4 separate regions of the Mus musculus genome follow, and regions 1, 2 and 4 are each linked to region 3. The links are chromatin contacts, called in public promoter capture Hi-C maps. All regions are on one chromosome and are shown on one strand. The core of a region is the stretch at or near the end of the contact, and the rest is flanking DNA. Distances in the headings are between cores, read along the strand shown.

Evidence for each region. Promoter capture Hi-C pulls out the DNA fragments that hold promoters and counts their contacts.
Region 1: a promoter capture Hi-C map of hippocampal neurons shows a contact between it and region 3, with 5 times the contacts expected there. The contact joins the enhancer-like site here to the promoter of Btg3 in region 3. A contact is called at or near these places in 4 of 39 promoter capture datasets (the 3T3-L1 cell line, cranial neural crest, hippocampal neurons and 1 more) and 2 of 115 datasets of contacts at active chromatin or transcription factors (astrocytes and embryonic forebrain).
Region 2: a promoter capture Hi-C map of the 3T3-L1 cell line shows a contact between it and region 3, with 7 times the contacts expected there. The contact joins the promoter of Mir99ahg here to the promoter of Btg3 in region 3. A contact is called at or near these places in 2 of 39 promoter capture datasets (the 3T3-L1 cell line and liver).
Region 4: a promoter capture Hi-C map of hippocampal neurons shows a contact between it and region 3, with 5 times the contacts expected there. The contact joins the enhancer-like site here to the promoter of Btg3 in region 3. A contact is called at or near these places in 7 of 39 promoter capture datasets (the 3T3-L1 cell line, 3T3-L1-derived adipocytes, the C10 cell line and 3 more), 1 of 115 datasets of contacts at active chromatin or transcription factors (embryonic forebrain) and 1 of 9 other capture datasets (liver).

What each region holds. Positions count from the first base shown.
Region 1 is chr16:77,235,849-77,239,837 of GRCm38.p6, reverse strand. No RefSeq gene overlaps it. Among named protein-coding and RNA genes, the nearest start is that of Gm31258, 65 kb to the left of the region's middle. Within about 2 kb of position 2,732, at least 101 of the 459 cell types and tissues checked have an H3K27ac peak or open chromatin away from gene starts, as enhancers often do. A contact at or near this core is called in astrocytes, embryonic forebrain and hippocampal neurons, where this site is marked.
Region 2 is chr16:77,327,148-77,331,447 of GRCm38.p6, reverse strand. It overlaps Mir99ahg (Mir99a and Mirlet7c-1 host gene (non-protein coding)), which reads right to left and starts at 2,120. Exons shown (of 5, transcript NR_015543.3): 1 at 1,770-2,120.
Region 3 is chr16:78,374,595-78,378,724 of GRCm38.p6, reverse strand. It overlaps Btg3 (BTG anti-proliferation factor 3), which reads left to right and starts at 1,915. Exons shown (of 5, transcript NM_009770.3): 1 at 1,915-2,124.
Region 4 is chr16:77,032,262-77,036,304 of GRCm38.p6, reverse strand. Usp25 (ubiquitin specific peptidase 25) reads right to left here. Exons shown (of 24, transcript NM_013918.2): 2 at 2,325-2,402. Among named protein-coding and RNA genes, the nearest start is that of Usp25, 20 kb to the right of the region's middle. Within about 2 kb of position 1,369, at least 51 of the 459 cell types and tissues checked have an H3K27ac peak or open chromatin away from gene starts, as enhancers often do. A contact at or near this core is called in hippocampal neurons, where this site is marked.

The sequences.
Region 1 (3,989 bases), core at 1,483-3,982, 1.1 Mb after region 3:
GAGCCTCACTCTGAATGTCCACTGAAATGAATGGCACAGTGTAGATACGGTAAAAGCTGACACCCACATTACCCAGTAGCTGGCAGCATGATAGCAATCTCCGTAATTCTTGCAATTTCTGTAATGGTTTATAATATACTCATAATTCATTAGCTGGACTATGAATTCCAAATGTGGGAATATAAGTCATTATTCTAAGACCTACAGGCTCAAGGTCAACTCAGTGTGGTCTCTGCCTGTAAGGGTCTCGTTACACAAATGTACACATGTGACTCTATAAAGCTGTTAACAGCCACAAATGCAGATATGGAGGTACAAAGACAAGCGTGGAGAAGGGGGAGATTTGGCCATGATTTACAAAGATTTTACAAAAGGCGGACTTAAGCAGCTGCATGGAGCAAACAGAGACTTTGGCGATTAAGAAACAGAAAGATATTCCATAGGGAGAAATGCCAAGGTGCCACCTGAGCGTTTGCTTATCACTGGTAAGGAAAACAGAGAGAAATTCAGTGACCTCGTCATGTTTACAACAAGAGAATCAGAGCCCAGAGCTGTTAGTGGAATTAGCACCTAAGGCAGAATGGCTTTTTCTCCACCACTTCTTCGCCTCCCAGAGCAGAGACAATTCCTCTGCCTGAACTGTGGGCTCCATCCTCAGCTAACGCTCCATTTTGCCACACCCTTTTATAGGACCTGGCTAGGATATCCACAGAAACACACATACAACCATGTCCTCACCGAACACATGACATTTTAGCAGTGTCTAGCCAAGCAAATGCATTTAGGTGTAATCGCTTGTTATCCCTCCACCCACTTACCCATCAATTCAAAGAGATGGGAATTTGAGCTGTTGTCACCTGGCATGTGCTATAAAATTTTGATCCGTTTCTTTCAGCCTTCCACTTTCAGGCTTCAGTTTTTCTAGCTTTCCCAATTCTAAGAAATCATAATTCATAACGAGGAGGGGAGGTTGCAGAATTTTGGCTGACAAGGTTGTGCAGATGTTATTCCTTAAGGGGGACAACTGTGACTGTCCATGTGAGTAATGGCTGTGAGGCGGCTAGCAGCCAAAAGTTCTCTTATACCAGAATGTAGAAACCATTTTCCTACTGAGAGAGGGCCCCCAGTAGGATAATATATTATTACACATGATTCAAATTACAGGATCTGCAGCAGGGGAGCTCATGACTGATTCAGGACAGTCGCCCCCTGAATACAGATGACGGGATGACGGAATGCCTCATGAATTAAAAGGGCCATGGGCTTCTTGTCTAAACCCTTCGTGTGGCTATGCCTATCATTGTGCTCGCTAAGCTTCTTTTAAAAAACCGTGCACAGTTATGACACCTTTGTTGGTGTATTTTAAAATTCCATGTCTTTGAATAATTATATCCAAAGCATTCCTTTAATAGAAAATAGACAATGGACTTTGGCTATCAGTTCTAGACAACCACATGCTTTTCATGGCAACAACGCATGGAATATATGAATTAAGAGAAATCACACTAAAGTCTGTCCCAGTTTCAGTCTTTGGGCATCTGTAAAGCAAATAGAAATCTTCTCAGACCACATGTTTCAGACTTTTTAAGCCATCTATCGAACAAAGTGTGTTATCCTGACCAACAAAACACAAATGTGCGAGACAACATTGTACTTCCAAATGTCTTTCCGTAGATAAATGAATTCCTTCGTGACTATGATTTCATTTGCTCAACTCTGGTTATATAATGATCCCATAAATTCACTGGAGGTATTGAACTATAAATGGAGAGCAGGCATTTTCAGAGAAACATTAAAGCAGCTGTTACATATTATGCCTCCTGAGAAACAAATGTCCCTGTCATATTCTGAAATAATATGTAAGCTGTTCCCTGCACTTCTTTTCAAGCTGGTTCTTGTATTCAGTATTTCTAGTAAATGGATGCAAATCAGGTGCATTGTGCTGCGATGGGAAGGGAGAGATTTGTTCAGAAATGACCTCAGTTCTATTCATTAATAAGATGACATGTTGGCTGAGAGCAGTGAAGGACAGAATAAAACAAGAGAGAACTTTCCTCCATTTGACAGATGTACATAGAGCTTTTTCTTGGAGAAAGCACTGTATGTAAAATGGCCACTACAACATAAAATCTAAAAACGTGAAAGGGACCTCCAAGATGCAGATTGCTTGGAAAAAAAATCACAACGTCCATGGCAGCATACCCCCCCCCCATTCCCTATTACATTGTACAGCAACTTGGAGAAAACACGTATTTCATTGAGAGGGGGCATCTAATAAACAAAAGTTTGGGATTTTTTTTCTGAGAGTTTTTTTTTTTCTTTTTAAGAAGGAGAAGATAATATATGCAAGACCCAACCAAGCAAAATAGCATTGTACTTAGAACCACTTCTGTTACTGCAGACATCAGTTGGAGACTGGGTAAGAGCTACCAGGAAGAATGTAGCCACATTTTCACATAGCGATTTAAATTATGCCACCAGAATAATTAATGGAAGGACTAATCTGGGGGAGGGGAGGGTAATAGGAAAAGGGGGAAGGCTATGTTAAACAAAGTTCATTACTGCATGATGTAAATGAGTTTCTCACCAATGATGTCACTGATTGGCTGAGCTGCAGGACTGGCTTCGAGCATGGCCGGATTGGCTGCTAGCTCTTCTGGTGCCTGCCTGCTTGGGCAGCGGTTGAATCAGATACTTTCTGTCTCTCTTGTTGTCGTTTGAAGCAAATCTTGTTCAGCCCAGCTGTGTCTCCATAGTAGTGGCACCCTAAGAGAGGCTCGCCCTCCTGCTTCCCACAGCTCTTCTGTGAGGCCGTCGTTGCTGTGTGAATACCAGCCCTTGGCACGAAGCCCAGACAGCGTTCTCAGATCCGTCTATAACACACACATACAAAAAAGAAAAATAAAAGCAGGTCTTTCATCTGAATTGCATCCTAAGGAGGATTAAGGCTTCTATTGCTACTGATTTGTGTTCTTTCAATTTGATGGTTAAAATCGTTTTTGAAACACAGTATCTTCTCATCTGCAGCAGAATACTATTGGTTAAAATTGGATAAAAAAAAAAGATGAGGGAATCCCCCTTTTCCCATGTTTACCTTGATTACAGAAACATACTTCTTCATTTTCTTCCTAATCACCATAACTGATGCTTTTGGTCCCCTACTAGAATTTTAAACTCTCAGCAGATTTCTAATTACAGCCGAGTCATTATTTTCAGGTTAAGACATGGGATCTTAATTAGCATTCTTTTTTTTTTAGCTATGCGAAATGAGACAGGGCATGAAGCAGAGATGATCTATGGAGAGGGAGAGAGGGAGAGGGGGAGAGAGAGAGAGAGGAAGGACAGAGAGAGAGAGAGAGAGAGAGAGAGAGAGAGAGAGAGAGAGAGAGAGAGAGAGAATCTGTATAGCTTTTACAGTTGAGCTGATACCCCCTCTAAGCTCTCCCTCCACCACCACCTCCACCACCCCCCTTGCAAAATAATGCAGTCATATGAACTTTACCAGACAATGGAGTACCTACAGGCTCTCCCCTAGACAAGTCCTTTATAACAAGCCAGTGCTATGTGCTGCAGACAGTAGCCAATCGGCAGGCTCCTTTCTGCAGCAGGGACACAATAGGTGCATTGGCCACACTGTCCTCCTAGACCCTGACAGCAGTTCAGGTTCATTTATTGTACACTGGAAGGCACATATGTCTTTAATATTCACTGTGAAATTATCAGTGTGGCTGTCTTCATTCCACTGTGATTACACCAATCTAATTACTGCGCAAAAGCTGCAGGGGCACCGCTTGCACTGAGTGACGCATAGGCATGTATGCAGAAAGAATATGCACGAACATGCTTGCTTACTTCAGGAATAAAAATCCACCGATTATTTCCTTCCCAAAGCTTAATGCTTCCTCCACAACACTTGGGTGAATATAGACATCATTTTCTGCTTCAAAGGAAAAGTATGTGGTGTGTGTGTGTGTGTGTGTGTGTGTGTG
Region 2 (4,300 bases), core at 871-3,370, 1.0 Mb after region 3:
GAAATATATTCCGGGTGCTTTGTGGGGAAAGAACACAATTTTTCAAAACATGTAAATGAAAAAAAAAAATCATTGGTTTTCTCTCTTAAAAGGAAAATCCCTTTCTGGCAGCAGGAACAAGCAGGAACTGTGTGGCCACAAGGACAAAGAGTGAACGTAACAGGTGGCAAGGACATAATGAACTTCGTTCTCTCAGGAAAGAATGCGGCTGCCATATTTTGCTTTGATAAGGCAGCTCAGGTCACATGACAGGACGAACTTGTCTTTCCTGTGCATAATCTCCGTTCAAAATGCAAACCTAGGGCTCAGGGCTGCCAGCGGTTAACAGGTTTCCATAAAGTTTGCAAAGGCAGCTAAGAAATGCTACAAAATTACCTCGGAAATGGAATCACATTCCGACACCCTTAAAGTCCCCTTCCCTTTCACTACAAATCTGCAGCTTCTCACTGGCTGCCTTTTGTTTGGTTTTTTGTTTGGTTTATTAATTTACTTTAACAAACAGAAGATTCCAGATAAAAGGAGTCTGTCCCCCATGTAAGTTCTGTGCTTTAAACAAGTAGACAAAACTGAATTGTCTCTCTGCTTTGGAAAATGTTTAAACGATGCTGAAGTAGACCTAAAACTTCATCAAATCAACAAATGGACCATAAAGATCCTCCATATTTTTTGATAACATCAATTGCAAATATTATGGTAGCAAAAACTGATTTTTCTAATGAGGTGAACATCAGAAAGTATATTTTAGCACTTACTATAAATGTGATTATGAACATGAGAGGTTGGAATAAGAAAAATAGGTCGCCTCGGCTCACATTCCTGGACATGCTGGCAAGCTAAGATTTTCTTTGAACAACAACAAAACATAGTTAAAACAGGACTTAGTTACGTTTAAACAAGGAATTATTCTCAACTTATACTGTAAGGTTTTTCGTTGAGCTTGGTTGGTTTTATTTTAGAAAACATGACCTTACTAACTTCTAAGGTATTTGCACTGAAACAAACAAACAAACAAACAAACAAAAACTGCTCTGCATTACTGCAACATGATTCTTCAAAAAGAAATGTGTGCAAAGTCGATAGCACACAACGTGAGCAAACAGGATCAGCAGGAACAAAAGAAGTTTGCACGCTGTTGCTCAAGGACTTTTAAAGAATCCTTCCCAGGGATAAGACACATAAACCACTGGGAAGGGACTTGGGAAATCAAAGCACACTTAGTTTTCAATGCATGAAGATGTACTTTCTTAACTATTTTATATTAAAAATAAGAGGGAGCAACAGCAATTCTCACTGGCTGGCTGGCTGGCTGCTAAACACGGGCCCTGACCCTTCTCCTGGCCAGGAATGCAAAGCTCTTTCCATAGGACTTATTCCTGAGATAAGGCACCAAATCATGAAGCCAGCGCCCAGTGACACAGAAGTTGGACTAAATGCAATGTTTACACATATCCTGACTCCCCCTTCTTCCTCATCCCAGCCACATTTGATTTGCCTAAATCAATATTGACTCTGGTTGCAGAAAAGCAGGACTTAAACAAAAGAAAATCTGGAAGAGAAAGAACAGACTGGACGCTACGAGTTTTTTTTTTTTCTCTCAGATTGCAAGTATCACGTGAAATGAAGCAGAGACAAAGCCACAGAGCTTCGGAATTTCTAAGTATTCTTGATGGCTTGTTTCTCCCCCCACCCCCCAAAAAGCAGAGCAGATTTCTTAACTTGTATTACAACCCAGAAAGAATATTTGAGCAACATCTTAAATCTGCACTCACCATGTGAAAGCAACAGTTGCGTGGAGTAAAAGTGTGTTATTTCTCCTGCCCCTGTTCCATTTCAGTTCTGACTATAGTTGTCCAACAACCAAAAGGCCGGAGCTGCCACCCAGAGGCCCCGTCCACGATCTGGTTCATTTGCCTGTCAGCCCGAGAGCTGGCTTCTGCCGGCTGCAGCTGTGCACTTTGCTGAAGTTCTAATATAAATCTCCATATGGTTCCCACCGCCTCACATAGGTGATCTGGCCTCTCGGTTCAATGAACGCGCAGCTGAACTCTTTTCCAGGTGAGTCTGTGAGAGCTAGCTTTGAAGTCGTCCACTCTCAAGTTCAGGAGTTCTTGGTGAGGAGTGGGTGGAGAGAAGCAGCCTTGCTCCGGGGAACTCAGGCTGCAGTCAGAATGCGAAAACTTCCTCTGTTTTCCTGCCTTGCGTGGCTGAGCGCTAGTGCCTCTTTTCACAGAACTTCGGAATGTACAGGCAGGACGCAAAAGGGGCCCTGCCAGACAAGCCTTTCTCAATCAATTAGCTTGCAGCCATTACTTGTGACCCGAGGTCACACAGCATAAGTGTGTGGGGTGTGCCTTCAGGGGTCCCAAGGCTACTTATTACAGCTTAGATAACCTAAGCCGAGCAGACACTGCATTCTAGAAATATTTTTTAATAGTAAATGTGCTAAAGATGTAAAGTAAACCGAAGGTAACCCCCTAGTGTTCTTTCTGAGTAGGTATTGCTTGACTCAGTGAATTTAAAACAATACTTTTTCACATTAAATCAAACAGCGTTCAGGACAGAATAGTAACATGTTTTCTTTATATTATGTGCCTGCAGATGTGGAAATGACAAAAGAGCTCATGTAGACACTCACATGATTACCAGCATACATATCCCTTGTATCACATGGCTAAGCATAGGCAGTAGTATGGTTTTCCTTGAGACTTTTAAAGAATTTTAATGTAAAATTAATTTTAATTAATTAATTTTGATGCAACTATCGACAAAGTTCTCCGTAGCTAAGGAACTGACCTCACTTTGAGGATACAGCCTAGCCTGCTAACCCCGGGTGAGATTCCATGCAAAATTAACTTCACGAATTCTCTTATTTTCAGAACTATATTAGTTACAATTTCCTCCAGTTCCGAAAAAGCGCTTCTTCATTTTAGTACATTTTTAACTGGGAATTCATAAGAAAAGCTATGACGTGCTAAGAAAAAAAAATGTAATATTGCAAAACTCTATCTGCGTTTTATGCATTACATCTTCGTAGTCTTCAAAAACACTTTACAAGGATAGGTATCATTATCAAATTTGTGACAAGGAAGTATCAAGTAATTGTACTTCAAAGCAAACCCTTTCTTTGAATGATCCAACCAAATTAAAATGCTCATGTTTCTACAGTGATTAGATTAGACACCCTCCCTCTCCCAGTAGCTGTCACTCAGAGATAGAGATAGATGCCCAACACTCCATCCTTCACCCTATTTACTAAGTAACTGCACAGGCATGCGAGGCCTGCCTGGGAAATTCCTTTAGATGCTGATCTTTCATCTGCCTCGACCATCTTCGAATTAGCAAAACTGAATTAGCTTTAATCAGCTGTTATCTGATATAAAACAAAACATAGACAAATTAAAATGAACAAATTATAAGATTAGCAGCTAAATAATGCTTTCTAATAGGTAGAGCAGACTTTTTGAAAGTACAGAAACAGAGAATATAAGTGGTAAAGTTAGCTCTGGGTGAGACTGAGTGCAGAAACTGGGGTTTCCACTTTCTCAAATGTGAAATATGCGTCATTGATTGGTCTGTATATCGCCTCTGAATAAGTTTTAGAAAACAAAAAATAAATAAATAAATAAAACATGTTTGAGATCTTTCTGTGACTCCCTCATGCCTGTTTTGTATACTGAAAGTGAGCATCACTAAAAAATAGACATTGAAAAATAGACATGGGAAAATGACCAACCTAGTTAGCGACTAACCTAGTTAGTGCTTGAAGGTTCCCAAGGCCACCGAGGTTGCTACACTTCATCACTACCCCAATACCCCGTGTTGTACATTCAGAGTTTTCTCAATCGCTTTATTCAAGATGAACAGCTAATTTAAGAGTCAACAAGGGCACCCAGCCTTATATTTTAGATGTCTACAGTCATCTACTTTCAAGATTTAGCCCCTATTGTAATGGAACATCAGTGTACATGAAATAAGGATTTCTTTCTAGCAAGTTCAGAAAGGTCACTAATAACCATGCACAGCATAAAACATACAACAGAAGTTGAACAGGCCTTGATGATTTCCCTGGCTATAAAGTAGTTTTTATGGCCAGTTTGTAGGTTTTTATGTGGCCATAGACCTTTCTGAATTACACACAGGTTATGAAAATAGTCCCCTCTGCTGAAGTCTGCTATTACTCGGCAATGATTACTACCCAGACACTATTAGAGAGAGTTTGTCATTTTGATTCACGTCAAGTCCCATCTTTACTTTGTAGAGGAAACGTTCGCTCCTCTAGATGTTTTCTGATGACTTGATC
Region 3 (4,130 bases), core at 666-3,165:
TACCTATTTTGTGAAACTGTAGAGTTAAGAGCTGTTAGCAGTAAAACAACGTCAATGTGATTATTTGTTTTAAACGAAAGCACATCTCCGGGAATAGTCCCACGGATGTATATGACAGCACCCCCTTTAAATTGAGAAATAGCTTTAGTTTCACAATAGTAGAAGTGCTTCTCACAAAATAGAGGCATAGCACACTAGTTTTATAATGGTTTGAGGGTTTTATACTTCTGGTAAAAAATTATTATTTTTGAGGCTCACAAGGCTATAATCACCAACATAGTCTAAATAAAGCTTTAACAATTAGTTCTTGGAATGAATTTATGAAATTCCTAGGCAAATGGATGGACCTGGAGGGCATCATCCTGAGTGAGGTAACCCAATCACAAAAGAACTCACATGATATGTACTCACTGATAAGTGGATATTAGCCCAGAAACTTAGAATACCCAAGATACAAGATACAATTTGCAAAACACATGAAACTCAAGAAGAACGAAGACGAAAGTGTGGACACTTTGCTCTTTCTTAGAATTGGGACCAAAACACCCATGGAAGGAGTTACAGAGACAAAGTTTGGAGCTGAGACGAAAGGATGGACCATCTAGAGACTGCCATACCCGGGGATCCATCCCATAATCAGCCTCCAAACGCAGACACCATTGCATACACTAGGAAGATGTTGCTGAAAGGACCCTGATATAGCTGTCTCTTGCGAGGCTATGCCCCGGCCTAGCAAACACAGAAGTGGAGGCTCACAGTCAGCTATTGGATGGATCACAGGGCTCCCAATGGAGGAGCTAGAGAAAGTACCCAAGGAGCTAAAGGGATCTGCAACCCTATAGGTGGAACAATATGAACTAACCAGGAGCCCCCCACCCCCCACCCCTCAGCTGGTCTCTAGCTGCATATGTAGCAGAAGATGACCTAGTCGGCCATCACTGGAAAGAGAAAGAGTCTTGCAAACTTTATATGCCTCTGTACAGGGGAACACCAGGGCCAAGAAGTGGGAGTGGGGGGAGGGAGGGTTTGGGGGACTTATGGGGTAGCATTGGAAATGTAAATGAAGAAAATAAGTAATGAAAAAAAAAACAATGGTAATCTGCATTTTTAAATTCTCTTTTAATGAGTGTCTTGTGTTTTTCCGGCCTGTCTGACTTATCAGCTGCTTTCACAACACTAACACCTAGCTGCCAGTTCAGCCTAAGGGACGGAAAGATGGGCCTTTCTTCGGAAAGTTTATCTTCCCTCTTCTTATGTGTTTAGTCAAGGCTTAAAAGCTACCCCTCCCCCCCAAGTCCTTGAGTTAGAAGTATCTGAGAAATACAAAGCCTGGCCACTCCACTCATCCATTGGGCCATCAGTGCTGGCAGAGACACCCCGTACTCAACAGGAGGCTGCCACGGTCACATGGAGGCACGAGCTCTGCCAGCCAAGTGTCCAGGTAAGAGTTTTACCCAAGCCATCTCACGTACAGGGAGGCAGCTAGTGACCTCACGACCGGAGGGACTTGGCAAGCCCTCAGTGCCAAGCTCCCCTCCGCAGCCGCTTCGTGCAGAGGTGGGTAGGAGGGGGAGAGCCCATCAAAGCAGAATCCGGATTGAACTTGCCCTCAGGCAGCAGAGAGGCGGGCGGATCCAAGGGAGAGAGCCCCGCGTGGGGAGGAGTGGCCGAAGAGCCAAGAGGAAGCGTCCTGCCCACCCCACTGAGGGAGGCAAGGCCCTCGGGGCTCGCGCAGGAGGCACTGCGACCTCGTGCCAGCACGGCCGTCGGAGCCCAGGCTCTGCGCGCGGCCGGAGGCAGGAGCCGGCCACGCGCACCGGTGGAGGGGGGCGGGCCCGAGGGAAGCCCCGCCCCCAGGGCGCGCGGATTGGTTCTTCGCGGCGCCGGGCCTCTCCTAGTCATCGCCCCTCCCTTCTTCCGGGCCTCGAGCCCCCCGTGGGCCGCGTCGGGACTGCGTTCGCCCTGTCGGCCGCGCGCTCCGCCGCCCGCCAGTCTGGTCGGCGCGCGCTCAGCGGCGGCGGCGGCGGCCCGACGACGCAGCAGCGGCGCTCGCGCTCGGCTCCCCGGCCACGGGACGCGGTCGCACCCGGCGAGGGTGCAGCCCCCGGAGCGGCGGCGGCGGCGGTGAGGAGAGCCCGCCGGGGGTCGGAGTCGGGGACGCGGTGGCAGTGAGGAGGGCAGGCCTGGCATAAGGGGACGCGGCGGGGACCCCCGGGCATCGCGGCGGAGGGAGGTTGGGACGCGCCCGCCGCCACGTCGAAAGCGGAGCGGCCGAGGGATGCGCGGCGCGGAGGGGAGCGGCGGCGGGTCCTCGGTGGGGTTGGGACGCCTCCTCCGGCGCGTGCCACGTCGCCTGCCGCCCCCGGGGAGGCGACAGCGGGCGGGCAGGGGCAAGCCGGTTTGTTTGCACAGGTTAGACGCGGCGCGCAGGCCGTCCACTCGGAGCGCGTGGGGGGCTCTCTCCACCCGCGCCGGGCTGGGAGGGGAGCCCGATCCGGCTGCATCTGGATCCCGCTGGCCAAAGCCGCCCGGGGCGGTCAGGGCCTCTCGGCGCGACCACGCTTGCCGTCCCCTCCACCTCGGCAGCGTCCACCTGGAGAAGTTGTGGTTTCTAGAAACTGCGAGTGGCTTTTTCGTTACTGGGGAGGGGTTGGGGGGGGTGGGGGGTGGGGAGACTGCAAAGTTAGAAACTCCTAGAAGGCCGAGCTCGTGGAACAAAGTAGAACTTGAGGAGCAGCCGCCGCGGTGACGACGTCCTGGGGTGACGTCACCAAGCGGTGTTTAAAATGGGAGCTTTGGGGGACAGTGTGGGTGGCACTAGGCGCCTAAGGTCTAATCCCCCACCCCCGGTCCCCGGTGGTATTCACACCCCCCACACACCCTCCCCCGAGGTTTAGACCTTTCTCTGTGCCTTTGGTACTTCTGGAACACTGATAAGAGGGGGTTAATTCTTAAGCTATTCCATTCCTTCAAACAGAAAAATAAATAAGTCCGTATGACTCATCTTCTGTTACAAACCAAAAAGCAACCGCTAAGTGGTTCTTTCCTTCCTTAATTTTATTTTATTTATTTATTTTTTTTAATATGAAGTTGAGGAAACAAAAAGCAAATCCCCCAAACTGTTAGGTAGCACGTACTGGCCCAGTTGGTGAATGAGAGGGGTCTAGGAATCATTACATTTCTCTAGTGTGAGTCTTCTATCTTGTTTGGAGTGGAGCGTATGCGGCTCCATCTGCGACATCCTCGCCCAAGTTGTGTATTCAGTTTCAGTGGGTTTTGCTGGTCCATCACAAGGTGCTATACATGAAGTATAAAGGAAGCTTCGGAGAGCGGAAGAGGCCTCACACTGCAGGAGGAGGGAGGTGGCACAGCAGTTGTAGTAGACTGAAGTTCTATGTGCCCACCACTGGTGTGTGAGGATTCTATCTACCGGCTGACCATAGCAGTAGAGGGTGTATTAGGCATTCTAAGCATCCAAGAGGAACGTTTGGGTGTTTTCCGTCTAGGATCCGAGTGAGTAGGGCTGCCAGGACAAATCTCAGATACTATATAGAATTTCCTTCACTCTGAGGACCCTCGTTTGCATTTGCACGCAGAGTAAAAATCACATTAGACAAGAAACTTAAGAGAGCAGTTTTAGTAAATCTTTAAAAACCGGTGTTTCTTTTTTCTCTTTCATCTTTTTTTTTTTTTTTTTAATTTATAAGACCAGACTGCCAGACTGTTGTTAAGCTAGTTCACTGTATAGTCAATACATTAGGGCCCGACATTGGCGCCCAGAAAGATGACGTTACTTAGTAAATGTTGGATCAGAATATCTCCAAGTTCCATTCAGCCAAGTGAATGAGCTCATCTCAAAGCATACATATATACACACACACACATATTCAAAAGAACGCCTGATCAGCCTTTCTGGATTAATCAATGATCAATCAGATTTTCTATTTTTAAGAGTCCTTTGATGCAGCTCCAGAATGTAACTGATTATTTCATTTAATTTTTCTGTGAGTGATCCTGAATTGATGCTCTGCTTAATGCACTTTAATGCTCACTATTTCTTGTTTTAGCTCTTTAGGAAAATATACCTATACCTGAAAGAATATGTATAAAAAGCTTCAATGCTGAAAAAC
Region 4 (4,043 bases), core at 120-2,619, 1.3 Mb after region 3:
TCTAGCAGGGAGCTGAGGAGAGGGTGGTGGGAAGGCAACAACACAGCTTCACTGTGTGACGCCTTTATGTACATTATGAGACTAAGTGACTCTTCCAAGAGGCACCTTTAAGAGAGGCCACTGTCAGGCAAGTACACTGCTCACCAAAGGAACTGCAGTGAAGACTGAGGAAGTATTTACTGTGTGTCAAGAAACCTGCTAAGTGCTTCAACCCAAACACAGCAGGGATTTTACAACCTGGTGGCTATTCAGCCTGTATAACTAAGTATAGATTCTTGTTATGGTTTGGATCTAAAATGTAATTCACAGGCTCCTGAGTTGGAAGACCAGTACCCAGCTGATGGCAACATTGGGGAGGCTGAGTGACTTTCTCAGGAGTCAGGCTGTGTAAACTCAGGGAAGTGTGGACGGGGAGGGTCTCCCAGCTCTGCTTTCAGGTCTGCTGAGGTGTGAGCAGGCACCCTCACGCTCCTGCCACTGTGAATCCCCACCACGAGACAGCACTCGTAAACTGAGCCGAAACTGAGCCGAAACGAATCCACCCTCCTCTCTTGGCTTTTTAAAAGCTATGTGTGTGTGTGTGTGTGTGTGTGTCTGTGTGTGTCTGTGTATGTGTGTTTATGTGTACAGGAGTGCAGTGCCTGCAGAGGCCAGAAGAGGAGATCTGACCCAGTAGAGATGGAGAAAGCCAATAATGTGTTAGGAACCAAAATGCAGTCCTATGCAAGAGCAGCCAATGCTCATCGCCTTGAGCCACTTCTCCAGCCATCCCAAGTTCCACTTGTCAGGTATTTGGGCAGGGTTAAGGGAAGTAGCTAGTAGCATGTTCAGCTTACAGTGATGAAGTCAGTAGCTGTGGTTCCCAACACAAGGGACTTCTTGGTAAGAGAATCAATTCATTACTAAATCCCTTGAGAAATCAGAAAGGCTATCAGTTGGGGTTTAAATGTCCTATTTACTCTATCACCTAACTTGAAATGTAAGTTTGTGAAGAAGAAAAACCGCTTACACTTAAGGAATGTGGACAAGACTTAATTGATCTATATTTCTCAAATGTAAAACAGGGAGGGGGTCTCCTCCAAATGCACATAGCCAAGTGATGGGCTACACCCTCACCCTCACCCTCCACCCTCCATCCTCGGTGATCTCCTGGGAAAGGAGTGGGTTGGTCAGGTATTTATCAGAATGAAAGAAAGACGTGCTCCTAAGAACTGAGGGACTGCACAGTGCTGCTTCCTCCAATGACAAGATGCACAGCTCTGTATAAACTCCTGCCAGCATCCTTCTGGCAAACAGGACAAAGCAGCAGCTCCCACCAGAGCAGCAGACACAGCCTTAGTCAGGCACCGGCCGATGGCTGCTGTAGCTCCTGTTTCCAGCCTCTCCACACGCCGCTGTGTGATTTGGAGTGGGTTACTTAACGGTTTAGGTTTCGTCATTTTCAAAGTGGGGAAATGGAAGTATTTATCTCTTGGAAATATAAGACTAAATGAACAAACCCACATGAGGAACTGAAACGCAGGTTGTTGCTATCATTGGTGATATTTGCTCATAACCATCAAAAACTTTAAAATCGTAAACTATCTCTGGAAATTAAAGCTCTCTAGCTCAGAATCAGGGACCGTTTTGACTTTTTCTCTCATCGATGAGTTACAAAGGCTCCCATCTATGCCTGTGACTAAGGTGATAAAAATGTTCCATACAAATGAGCTCAAACTACAGTTCTATTTCAAGCATACACTTCATTGGCTTCATCCTTCTCCCTGTGAGCTAGCCACGGGATTTGACTCATCTGAGCAGCTCCATAAGGAAATGAGAGTGTATCTAGGATACAACCAAATGGCACGTTGGCTTTGATGCACACGCTACTGAAATTTGAGGTGGAATATCCTTACAGCATGCTTAACTAAATGAAGTTATCATGAGCAACATGATAGGTGAAAGCAATATATATTTCTCAGTCTCAGAAAGAAAAAGAGGTAAGCTGTGGGCCCTATTGCTTCTCTAATTTGTGTTCCTTCTTCACATTGTATTTTAACCCATACACTGAACCGCAGTCATATACTAAATCATGGTTGAAAAACATTATTCATGAGCACTGAAATTATGCCCTACCATTCTGCAGAAAAAGTATCTGCTATAGAGGGGCTACACACCACTCCAAGGTAGCAGGAATTACTTGTTTACAATTGCAACACACAAAATGAGGCTCTCGCTTTATAAGAGACTGCTTTCCCGTCTCTACAAATATATGGTTTAACTAATACAGTACACAAGAGAGAGAAAAGTACGCCGCAGATGTAAGCTGTAAGCTAAGGCCATACCTTCAGGGCTTGTTGGAGTATCTGGGCGTCATTAATCCCAGTAATTTCTCTCAGCTGATTCAAAAATGTCTGCTGGTGCTAGAGGGCAGAGAAGAAATCAGAATTATTACAGTAGAAACAATGAACCTATTTTGTTTTTCTTTTTTAAGAAAAAGAGAAAAAGAAAGAGGAGAGAAGAGAAGAGGTAAGCCTTGGAAGACACAGAATAAAAACACCACTCTTTTGAACAAGGAAAGACACCACATATCAGGGAGCCCTGCCGCAACTCTGACGTTTCTCTACAGCTGCCTTCTTTAAGACAGGGCATTACTATGTAGCCCTGGTTGACCTGGAACTCGGTGAAGATCAGGGCAGACCTTGAACTCCCAGGCATCCACCTGGGATTAGAGGTGAGTGCCACCACGCCTGGACTCTCGTTTTTCATTCCCAGCTTCCAGAGTTTCCCAAGCAGCTTCCGAGCTCACAGTTTTCAACCTGTCTTCATCGTCTCAGATCATGCCTCTGCAAGAATCTGAACCTGTTTGAGCTGGGCGCACTCCTGGGATGGTTAGGAGATGTGCGTGTATGTCACAGGCTGCCTATGAAACCAGCGAGTACATCTCAGGGTCCAAGGATGCAGCCAATGACAAGAAGACCCCCTGATCCTCCAACCTCACTGCCATAAAACAGCCTCAGTAGAACTGGTTTGGTCCACTTCAGTCACTTCCCTCCACAGTGTGTGAGACTAGGGAATTTCATAACCTGGACGGCACAAGATTCTACTACCAGTGCTTGCAAAGATCTTCAATCAGCAATTCCCACTGCATGCCCTTCTATTTTATTTCTTAAAACCTGATTCTCACAAACTGTGGAACAGCACTATGAACTAAAGTACAGAAAAAGTAAGACAGAAAGCAAGCCTCATTGCTACAATAACGTGGGTCTCTTGATTTATTACTTCAAAATGGTTTCTCCTTTCCCCTTTACCAAATCTGAGGGGAATTTGCGGGTAGTCTTAATTAACTACTGGTCGAGAGTATGCTGAGAAAAGGAGTATTTACAAAATTTCAATCTACAATGAATAAAGAGAAAAATTAGCTCTGTACTGGAAACTAGCAAGCCCCCTCCTTAACCAGGACATCTAAGTTACTATGACTGGTGACAAGACAAAAATGGCAGCATGCACCTGCTGACACACTGCAGCCTGGAGCTGTGCAGGTTTGACACAAGTACAAAACCTGAATTTAATCTTGAAGACTGACCAGACAACCTCAAGCAAGCCATCCAGAGCAAGTGAGTTGTTCGGTCATCATTAAGATGCCTAGACCACCAAAAACAAAGGGTGAGTCTCTTCCAGAAGGGAAATCCAGAAGTATTGCCCCACAACGCAACAAGAGAGGCTGGGTGCCCTGCAGAGTGTCAGTGCAGGTGACTGGAGAAGCAAAGGAAGCTGCTCAGTGGATGACAACATATTAGTCACGTTCCTGAATTGGATTATAGTAGGGGAACATCATCTTCCTTAGAAAATACCCTTGAAATGTTTAAGTGACAGAGTGGTCAAAGTGTACGCCACCCACAGGAGATTCTCAGATGCTTCCGTTAAAAAAAAAAAAAAAAAGCCATGGAAGTTCTTTGCATTAATATCTCCAAATCTAATTTCCCATAAGAGTTCTAGAAAACCCAGCCTGACATTAAAAAGTTCTTTAAGACTTCTTCTGCTTGCCGAGCAGTGGTGGCACA